Linked DNA regions of Astyanax mexicanus: region 2 is linked to region 1. A link is a contact called in public Hi-C data. All regions are on one chromosome and are shown on one strand. The core of a region is the stretch at or near the end of the contact, and the rest is flanking DNA. Distances in the headings are between cores, read along the strand shown. Region 1 overlaps rbms1a (RNA binding motif, single stranded interacting protein 1a). Region 2 holds the start of psmd14 (proteasome 26S subunit, non-ATPase 14).

Region 1 (4,248 bases), core at 717-3,216:
TCCTCTTCAGAGTGGCATCACGCTGACATATGACCCGAACGCGACTGCCCTTCAGAACGGGTAAGTGTTACCATACTCTTACTGGGGCCACATTCCTCCTCGACTCTGTATAGCTTTCACTTTAGATCACGTTTCAGTGAATGTTGTCTTTTAAAGTCCTCCAGTCTGTTTAAATTCTCTCACACTGGCAGCCAGTACTGAACTGGGGCAGAGCTCTTAGTGTAAGGTCTTTCTATCTGTGTATGGATAGTAAATATTTAAAGTGGCAGTCCATATTATTATTATTTTGTTTCTAAACTAAAGGCAGAAGCATTTCTGAGTGGAGAAGGGATAAAATATTGTCTTTTATGCTACCAGTGTGCTGGAACGACCATCCCTGCTAAGCCTAATATATTCATTTTTAAAAACTGGGGTGTCGGGTCACTTTTCGTGGGAGTTCTTCTAACCACGTCACGTGTCTTTACGTACTTATGTCACATGTACAGCCTCTAAAAGAGGATCTGGCTCAGTTTTACTGAATGTGAGTGGCTGGTGGAGCAATGGAGACTTCAGAAGGGGAAACTCAGAGCTCAGTAATTCATTCACTCATAGTAAAAACAAAGTGTGTAGTTGAAGTGAAGTTTCTGACTGAGTGCGCTCCCTCTCTCACTCTGACTGAACATAACCTGGAATCGCAATTACACCTGCCCAGTTTAAAAGGATTCTTCCGCATGCTCGCTCAATTACCCATTCTCACCAGAGAGGGCCCAAAATCCTAAACTTACAGACATCAGCATTATTAGGTTAATTTGCAATAAACAGATAAAGGGATGTTTAAATGAGAGCTCTCCTCTCCACTTTCATTTACTCTTCTGGCTCAGGTGATCAAACTATTAACCAATCAGAATGCCCGTGTGTAGTGTGTAGAATGTCTGTTGTTATTTTTGTGATTGAACCTAAATTTTAAGGTGTAACATATGGATTATTTTAACCCTTTCAGGTACTACGCCTCTCCCTACAGCATGGGCAACAGAATAATGCCCCAGACTGCTGTGACCCCTTACATCTCACCCGTCTCCACCTACCCGGTACGCTCTCTCTTTTTTTCTTGCTATCTTTAACTCCTCTCTCTCTCTCTCTCTCTCTCTCTTTTTCTGTCTGTATCTCTCATTCTCTCTACCTTTTGCTCCCTGTGCATCTCTCCTCTCTTTCTTACTCTCTATGTGTTTCTCTGTCACTCTTACTTTCTTTCTCTCTATATCTCTTCCTCTCACTCTCTCACTCTTTGTATCTCTCTCTCTCTTTCCTCTTTCTTACAGTGTCTATCACACTCTTATTTCTCACACCCTTTCTCTATGTATCTCTCTCACACAGTTTCTCTCTTTCTTACTCTCTCTCTCTGTATCTCTTCCTCTCACTCTCACACTCTTTATCTCTATCTCTCACACTCTCTCTATCTCTCCCTTTGTCTTTCTCTTTTCTCTTTCTCACAGTTTCTCTCTTTCTTACTCTCTCTCTCTCTCTGTATCTTTTCCTCATCCTCTCACACTCTGTATCTTTCTTTCATTGTCTCTTTCCTTTATCTTTCTCACGGTGTCTATCACACTCTATTTCTCACACCCTCTCTCTATATATATCGCTCTCTCACAGTTTCTCTCTTTCTTTTTCTGTATCTCTTTCTCTCACTCTCTCACACCCTGTATCTCTCTCACACACTCTCTCTCTTTGTCTCTCTCCTTTCTCTTTCTCTTTCTCACGGTGTCTATCACACTACATATTTCTCACCCCTCTCTCTATGTATCTCTCTCACAGTTTCTCTCACTCTTACTCTCTCTCTCTTTATATCTCTTCTCACTCTCACACTCTCTATATCTCTCTCTCACGCTCTCTCTGTATCTCTCACTCTGTGTATCTCTCTCTTTCCATCTCACACTCCCTCTCTCTATCTATCTCTCTCTTTGTCTCTCTCCTCTCTCTTTCTCACTGTGTCTATCACATGCGATTTCTCACACCCTCTCTCTCTGTGTCTCTGTCTGTATCTCTCTGTCAATCTCTCTCTTCCTCTCCATCTCTCTCTCTTTCTTCTACATTGTGCTAAACTGAGTTTTGGCTATCAGTTTTAACCTGCTCTGATCTGTGTTTTTTACTGTGTGTGTGTGTTTGTGTGTTTACAGGTTCAGAATCCCTCCTGGATGACACATCAGCCTTACATTATGCAGCACCCGGTGAGGAAAAAAAAAATTCCTGTTCTCCTTCCTGTCTCTTCTTCTCTCCCTCACTCGTTCTCTCACTCCTCGTTCCTCCTCAAATCACCAGAGATATTACACAACACGCACCACTTCCACAACACGCGTCTGAGAGTGTGTATGTGTCCCGGGGATCTGATCATCTCATCACTTGTATTCATTAGCTTGTTATTTTAGGTTGTTATACAGTTTCAGCAGGTTTGGCATTCAGACTGCAATAATAATGTGGTAATAAGTATTTCTGATCACCTTCAAATGTGATCGGTTTAAATTAATTAAGTTTATTACGTGCGTGCTTGAGATGCACTGTATTCCATTCACAATGTGGGTTGTGATGGAGACTGGACTGATCGGATCACCCAGACCGCATGTTAATTCTAGCTGTAAAATGTGTATATACAACTCTGGAAAAAATTAAGAGACCACAATTTTTGAATCAGTTTCTCAGATTTTTCTATTTTATAGGTTTATGTTTGAGTAAAATGAACATTGTTGTTTTATTCTATAAACTACGGACAACATTTCTCCCAAATTCCAAATAAACAATTTCAGAAAATCAGAAATGGCTGAAATAACAAAAACGATGCAGAGCTTTCAGACCTCAAATAATGCAAAGAAAACAAGTTCATATTCATAAAATTTTAATAGTTCTGAAATCAATATTTGGTGGAATAACCATGTTTTTTAATCACTGTTTTCATGCATATTGGCATATTCTCCTCCACCAGTGTTACACACTGCTTTTGGATAACTTTATGCCACTCCTGGTGCAAAAATCCAAGCAGTCCAGCTTGGTTTGATGGCTTGTGATCATCTATTTTTGTCTTGATTATATTCTAGAGGTTTTCAAGTTGGTAAAATCAACCTGCTACAGATTCTCTTTTTTTTTGCTGGGTTCAGACAGTAGATCTGACTCTCTGTGCTTTCTCTCTTTCTCATGTTTTAGGGAGCTGTACTGTCGCCCCCTATGGAGCACCCCATGCCACTACAGCCGTCCTCCATGTTGGCTCCTCTGACCCAGCAGATGGGCCATCTCTCTCTGGGTGGCACTGCTACGGTAAGACCATATAAACCGCCAGCCAAAACTATTACAGTAACTATTACTGTCTACTATGTTTGGACTTCTTTGTTCATACAGTGTATGTGTTTATTTATGTGTGTGTGTGTGTGTGTGTGTGCGATTTTACAGTTTATTCCTGCAAACACAGCTATGCAAGGAGCATATATTCCTCAGTATGCCCATATCCAGCCCACCACCATCGCCACAGAGGTAACCCTGAAACCCTGCTGTTTTTTTCTCTTTTTTTTTTTTACCTACCATAAACAACAGGGTACTATATAGTATTTTGAGAAAGATGTGGTTTGTCAATATTTAAGCACAGCTGAAGAACTAGCTGGAAATAGCTGATGTAGCTTAGATTTCTCCCTTTAATGCAATATTTTATTTATTAATTAAATCTAAATTAATTTATTTAAAAAAATTAATTCCTTATTAAATCAAAGTGTGATTTTATGTATTTTCTTGTTTTTTTTTTCTACACAGGATCCCAGTGTGCAGGCCCAGGATGTGACCTCCAATGATCCCTCCCCTTACCCGTTCCAAACTAGCAAGCAATAAGAGGGTAATTATTAAAAGTGATGCTACACAGCAGCACTGACATATTACAAGCTGCTCATTCAGAGCCCAGACGATCTGTACCGACATAAACTGTATGTCTGCTTTAAACCAGACTGCGGCCTTATGAATTGTAATGATAAACATTTTTTGTTGAACGGTATAATGTCACAGAATTAATACTAATAATTAAGTACTTACAGTGAATAACCATATATTGACAATTTCTCCCTGTTTAAATCATTATACTAAAAACTTTTATCAAAAAAATTTATGTGCTTCATTTAGACTTTTATTTTTTCAACAAAATATTTAATAGATTTTCAAAATGACAGAACAAATTGTTCATTGTTCTCCTTTTGTAGGATAGTTACACTGCAACCATATTTTATGATATTTATCTTTAGC
Region 2 (4,248 bases), core at 771-3,270, 46 kb before region 1:
ACACTGAAGAATAAACCATTGCTACAAAATTTACAATATTTTTAAAGCACATATATTGTTTTAAGAGACCAGCTATAACATATGAGCTAACATTGGAAAAGAAGCACCAAGCAGCCCACCAATCAGTGTACAGCATCTACTTAGTTTTTAATCTGTTTTGCCCTTTGGGCATACGATTTATTTTAATTGTGGGCGCGTCTATACAGCATGAATGACCTACTACATATAGATGCCGTACAGCTTAAAAAAAAAAAAAAAAAAAAAGAATTAATGACCATATTAGTGTTTAAAGCAAATAAATCTTAAAATAAAACATAACATGTTCAAAGGTTAGTTATAAAGTTATATATAGCAACTTGGGTATCGCTAACAGAAATTGAGTAGTGTGTATGAATATTTAAATAAACTTGAGGATCCAAATAATTAGACATGCGATTAAAAGATTTTTAAAGCAAAATTGACCATAGTTTCTTACCTCAAATGAACTGAGTGTCATTTTCATAACAAGACAAGAAGATTAATGTCATTAGAATTATAATAAATCATGGTATTTTAACTTTCCATACTTGCCAAGCAAAATCTTACAATTTTAATATTTACTGATACCCCTATAACCTGGGCAAGATATAGATATTTTATTGTATTGTGCTAAAAAAATGTATTGTATCTACAATATGTTTTTTTTAAACATATCAAGCATATAATCAGTGCAAAACATACACTGACCCAACTGTACATATTAAAGAGAGCGAAATCACTGTAATTTTCATGAAAGTGTATCTGAATAACATAACAGCAGAACTTGCCACTGCTGATATTGTAACAAAAAACAAGCAAACAAAAAAAGTCTTTAAATATTGTGATATTATTTTAATTATTTCACTCAGCACATTCAATTTGTGTTTATGTACATCAAGGTCGGTGGCTTGCTTTACTCTTTAAACTGGTATTAAAAGTATATATTAACTGAGATTAATAAATCTATTGTGACATAAATTTTGGCCAACTCGACCAGCCCTAAATCTTAATCCATGACAGCAGGAGCACAGCAGCTCACTATTGTTGTAACACATCCCTAACTGGCTAACATTAGCTAACTGTGACTCAGTATAGCTAGCTAGCTAACGTTACGTTACTTAGACTAAATTAAATTGCTTTAAATTAATTAAGATTACAAAATGTTTAAAAAAATTAAATACCAGTGTTAAAAACGCTTTATACCTGACACGAGTAGTTAAACTAACCTAGGCTAACTAAGTTAATCTATGTGAGGCTGACAGAGCAGCATCACTCTTCGGTCCCTCAGTGCTGAATTCTATAAGTTAACTTTATTCGAACATAATTTTGTGTTTATAAACTTGAAACGGGAGCTTTTTTTAACACTGACGTCCATATAGAGCTTTTCAGTAATAGTGAACACTTTTATTTAAACATGGGTGCAAATAGCCTGTGTCATCATATAAATAAAGCTAAGCTAACTAACGCTAACAGACTGCAGTGCTAATATGGTTCGGTTAGCTAGTTAGCTAAGTAACCTGCTTACCGGACTATTAAACAGAGCAAACACATAAACTAACTTACATTACAGAAACGCCAACTCGACGTCTCGCTAATGAATCCTGTTCAAACCAAGAAGCCAAAATATAACCAGCAAATGGACAGCGCTAAAAACAGGCTTCTACGCTAACTAATATACTCGATTAGCCGTTAACAGCTAGCCGCTAACGCAGCGCAACGCTAGAGAGAGTTAGCCAGGAAGCTAGCTAGGATGCTAAGTAGCTACATGAGTGCTGAATTTAAAGACATAAAATACCAAACCACAGACTAACGACAATTTCAAAATATTAAACCATCACAGCACTCTCGGAATAAAACCCGCGAACCCAACGTTTCATATTAACAGCGGCTTTACCTGTTAAACCTGAGCACAGTCCTCTGAATCTGAGCTGAAGCTCCAGCGGGGCTACAATGAATCAGCCCGAATCACCGCAGTGAAGTGGGTGAAAGCAACCGAATCCTGTAGAGATATTTCAAAATAACAGTCTGGTCATTTCAAAATAAGAGTACTGCCTTTAATCCCAATTAACTAACTCATGGAAAATACAAACAGGTTCACATTTATATATAAATACGTTCACACATAAATACATTTACAATTTACATTTATACAATACAAGTCAAAAGTTTGAACACACCTCTTCTCATTTAATGCGTTTTCTTAACATTGTAAATGTAATATTGAAGTCATTATAGCTACACAAAGCAGAATTGTTTTGTACTTTAGATTCTTAGATTCTTCTAAGTACCACATTTAGCTTTGAGCTACAAAATTTGTTTGTTTAAAATTTGAATTTTTTTGTTTTGTTGTTTTCTATAGAGCTTTTATTTACATTTTTAAAAATCTTATTTAAACTTTTTTTATCTCGAATGTCAAAATTTATATGTATCATCTTCTATATCCTTTCTATATCCTTTCTTCATCACCTATATTAAAATGGTCACAGTTGAGTTCAGGCAGAGAACCTGTAGACAGGAGAATACCCGCTTAAGAATGTGATTCAGGGTGTCAGACAATAGAGGGCGCTCCAGTTTAAGTTTAAATTCGGTGGGTTCATCTGGAGAACTTGAAGAAAAATGCTTTATACATTATATACATACATTATATTGATTATTTTTATACTAAAATGTTCTAATTTATTATTTTAAAGCTTTTAAATAAAAGTTTTAAACCTGTCTTAGCTCACAGTCGTAGTTATGCTAAACTTTACTGCCTAAAACGCGTTTACTGTAGAAAAATGCAAAAATATACAACATTCTTTATTTCAAGAAAAATAGTTTTTCAGCGCTAACACATGCGTGATTAATCTGGAAACTATAGAGCCCCTAAGGTGACATCATATAAAAATAATGTATAATGAGATAATTAAGGCATGCGAACAAGATAATTGAGGAGTGGCCACGACTTATTAAGGCATGTGAATGAGTTAATTAAATCAGAGCCATTAAGGCGTGTCCACAAGGTCCTTTTGAATTAAAAATAACTAATCAAGCAGCTCTCATGGATTGTGCACAATATTACATTTACATTTAAATATCTATTATTAAAGTTTTATTGTTGAAAAGGAAGGAAAAATGCAATTAATCGTGATTAATCACAGCAAACAGTGGGATTAATTAGTCCATACATTAATGGGTCATGTTTTTTGAGCAGTTTAGCTTTATTCACCCACATTGATTAAAGACTCACTCACTGCTAACACTTATATAATGTGTTTATATGACTTGTATATAACAGTTTTGAATTATGGATAGTGTTATTCTGTTTTGCAGAAATTGTAAGTGTTTTTTCAGGACAGTACAATGTCATCCTTTTTTAATGTGAAGAGAACAGTTAACCAGTAGATGTCGTCCTCACACCAAACACATCTGATAGGTTTATTTGAGATAAAGAGCTGTACTAGGACAGAAAGCTTCATTCTTCTTCAGGATTGTCTGGTAAACAGCAGAATTCCTGGTTCCATCTATTACAGCAAGTTGTCCAGACCCCGAGGCAGCAGCATAGCAGCCCAGGCCATCACACTACCACCACTATGTTTTACATTCAGTTTGATGTTCTTTTACTGAAATAATGTGTTAGTTTTACGCCAGATGTATCGGGACACAAACCTTCCAAAAAGTTCCATTTTGGTCAGGTCAGTCCAAAGAATATTTACCAAGATGTTTTTTGGTAAATGTGAAATGGTTTATTGTGTTCTTTTTTTCAGTGTTTTTTTGTCTTGAAACTCTCCCATGAATACAATTTTCAGCCAGCCTCTTTCTTATTATTGAATCATTAACACTGACCTTAACTGAAGCAAGTGAGACCTGCAGTTCTTTAAATGTTGTTCTGGTTTCTTTTGTGACCTCCTCGATGAGTTGTCCATGCCCTTTTGGGAATATTTCGGTCAGCCGGCCACTCCTGGAAAGATTCTCCAGTGTTTTCTCTATTTGTGAAATCCTTAGAAATGATTTTATTATCCTTTCCAGACTGATATATATCCATGACTTTGTTTTCGCATCTGTTTTTGAATTTTCTCAGATAATGTGTTGCTTTTTGAGAGATTTTATCCTGCTTTAGGTTGTCAGACGAGTTAAATTTAAGTGTTTTCTTGATTTTACAGGCGTGGCAGTAATCAGGCCTGGTTGAGTTTTTTTTTTCTCTTAATAAATAAAATCATAATTTAAAAAGTGCTTTTTATATTTACTCAG

What was found. A called contact is a pair of places that touch in the nucleus more often than the background predicts.
Region 2: a Hi-C map of muscle shows a contact between it and region 1, with 15 times the contacts expected there. The contact joins the promoter of psmd14 here to the enhancer-like site in region 1. A contact is called at or near these places in 3 of 3 Hi-C or Micro-C datasets (blood and muscle).

Annotation. Positions count from the first base shown.
Region 1 is chr16:12,653,924-12,658,171 of AstMex3_surface, reverse strand. rbms1a (RNA binding motif, single stranded interacting protein 1a) reads left to right here. Exons shown (of 14, transcript XM_022669582.2): 8 at 11-60; 9 at 980-1,067; 10 at 2,154-2,204; 11 at 3,172-3,282; 12 at 3,415-3,495; 13 at 3,769-3,847. The coding sequence ends at 3,843. Among protein-coding and RNA genes, the nearest start is that of itgb6, 15 kb to the right of the region's middle. Within about 2 kb of position 1,966, the one cell type or tissue checked has an H3K27ac peak away from gene starts, as active enhancers do.
Region 2 is chr16:12,700,055-12,704,302 of AstMex3_surface, reverse strand. It overlaps psmd14 (proteasome 26S subunit, non-ATPase 14), which reads right to left and starts at 2,020. Exons shown (of 11, transcript XM_007237334.4): 1 at 1,913-2,020.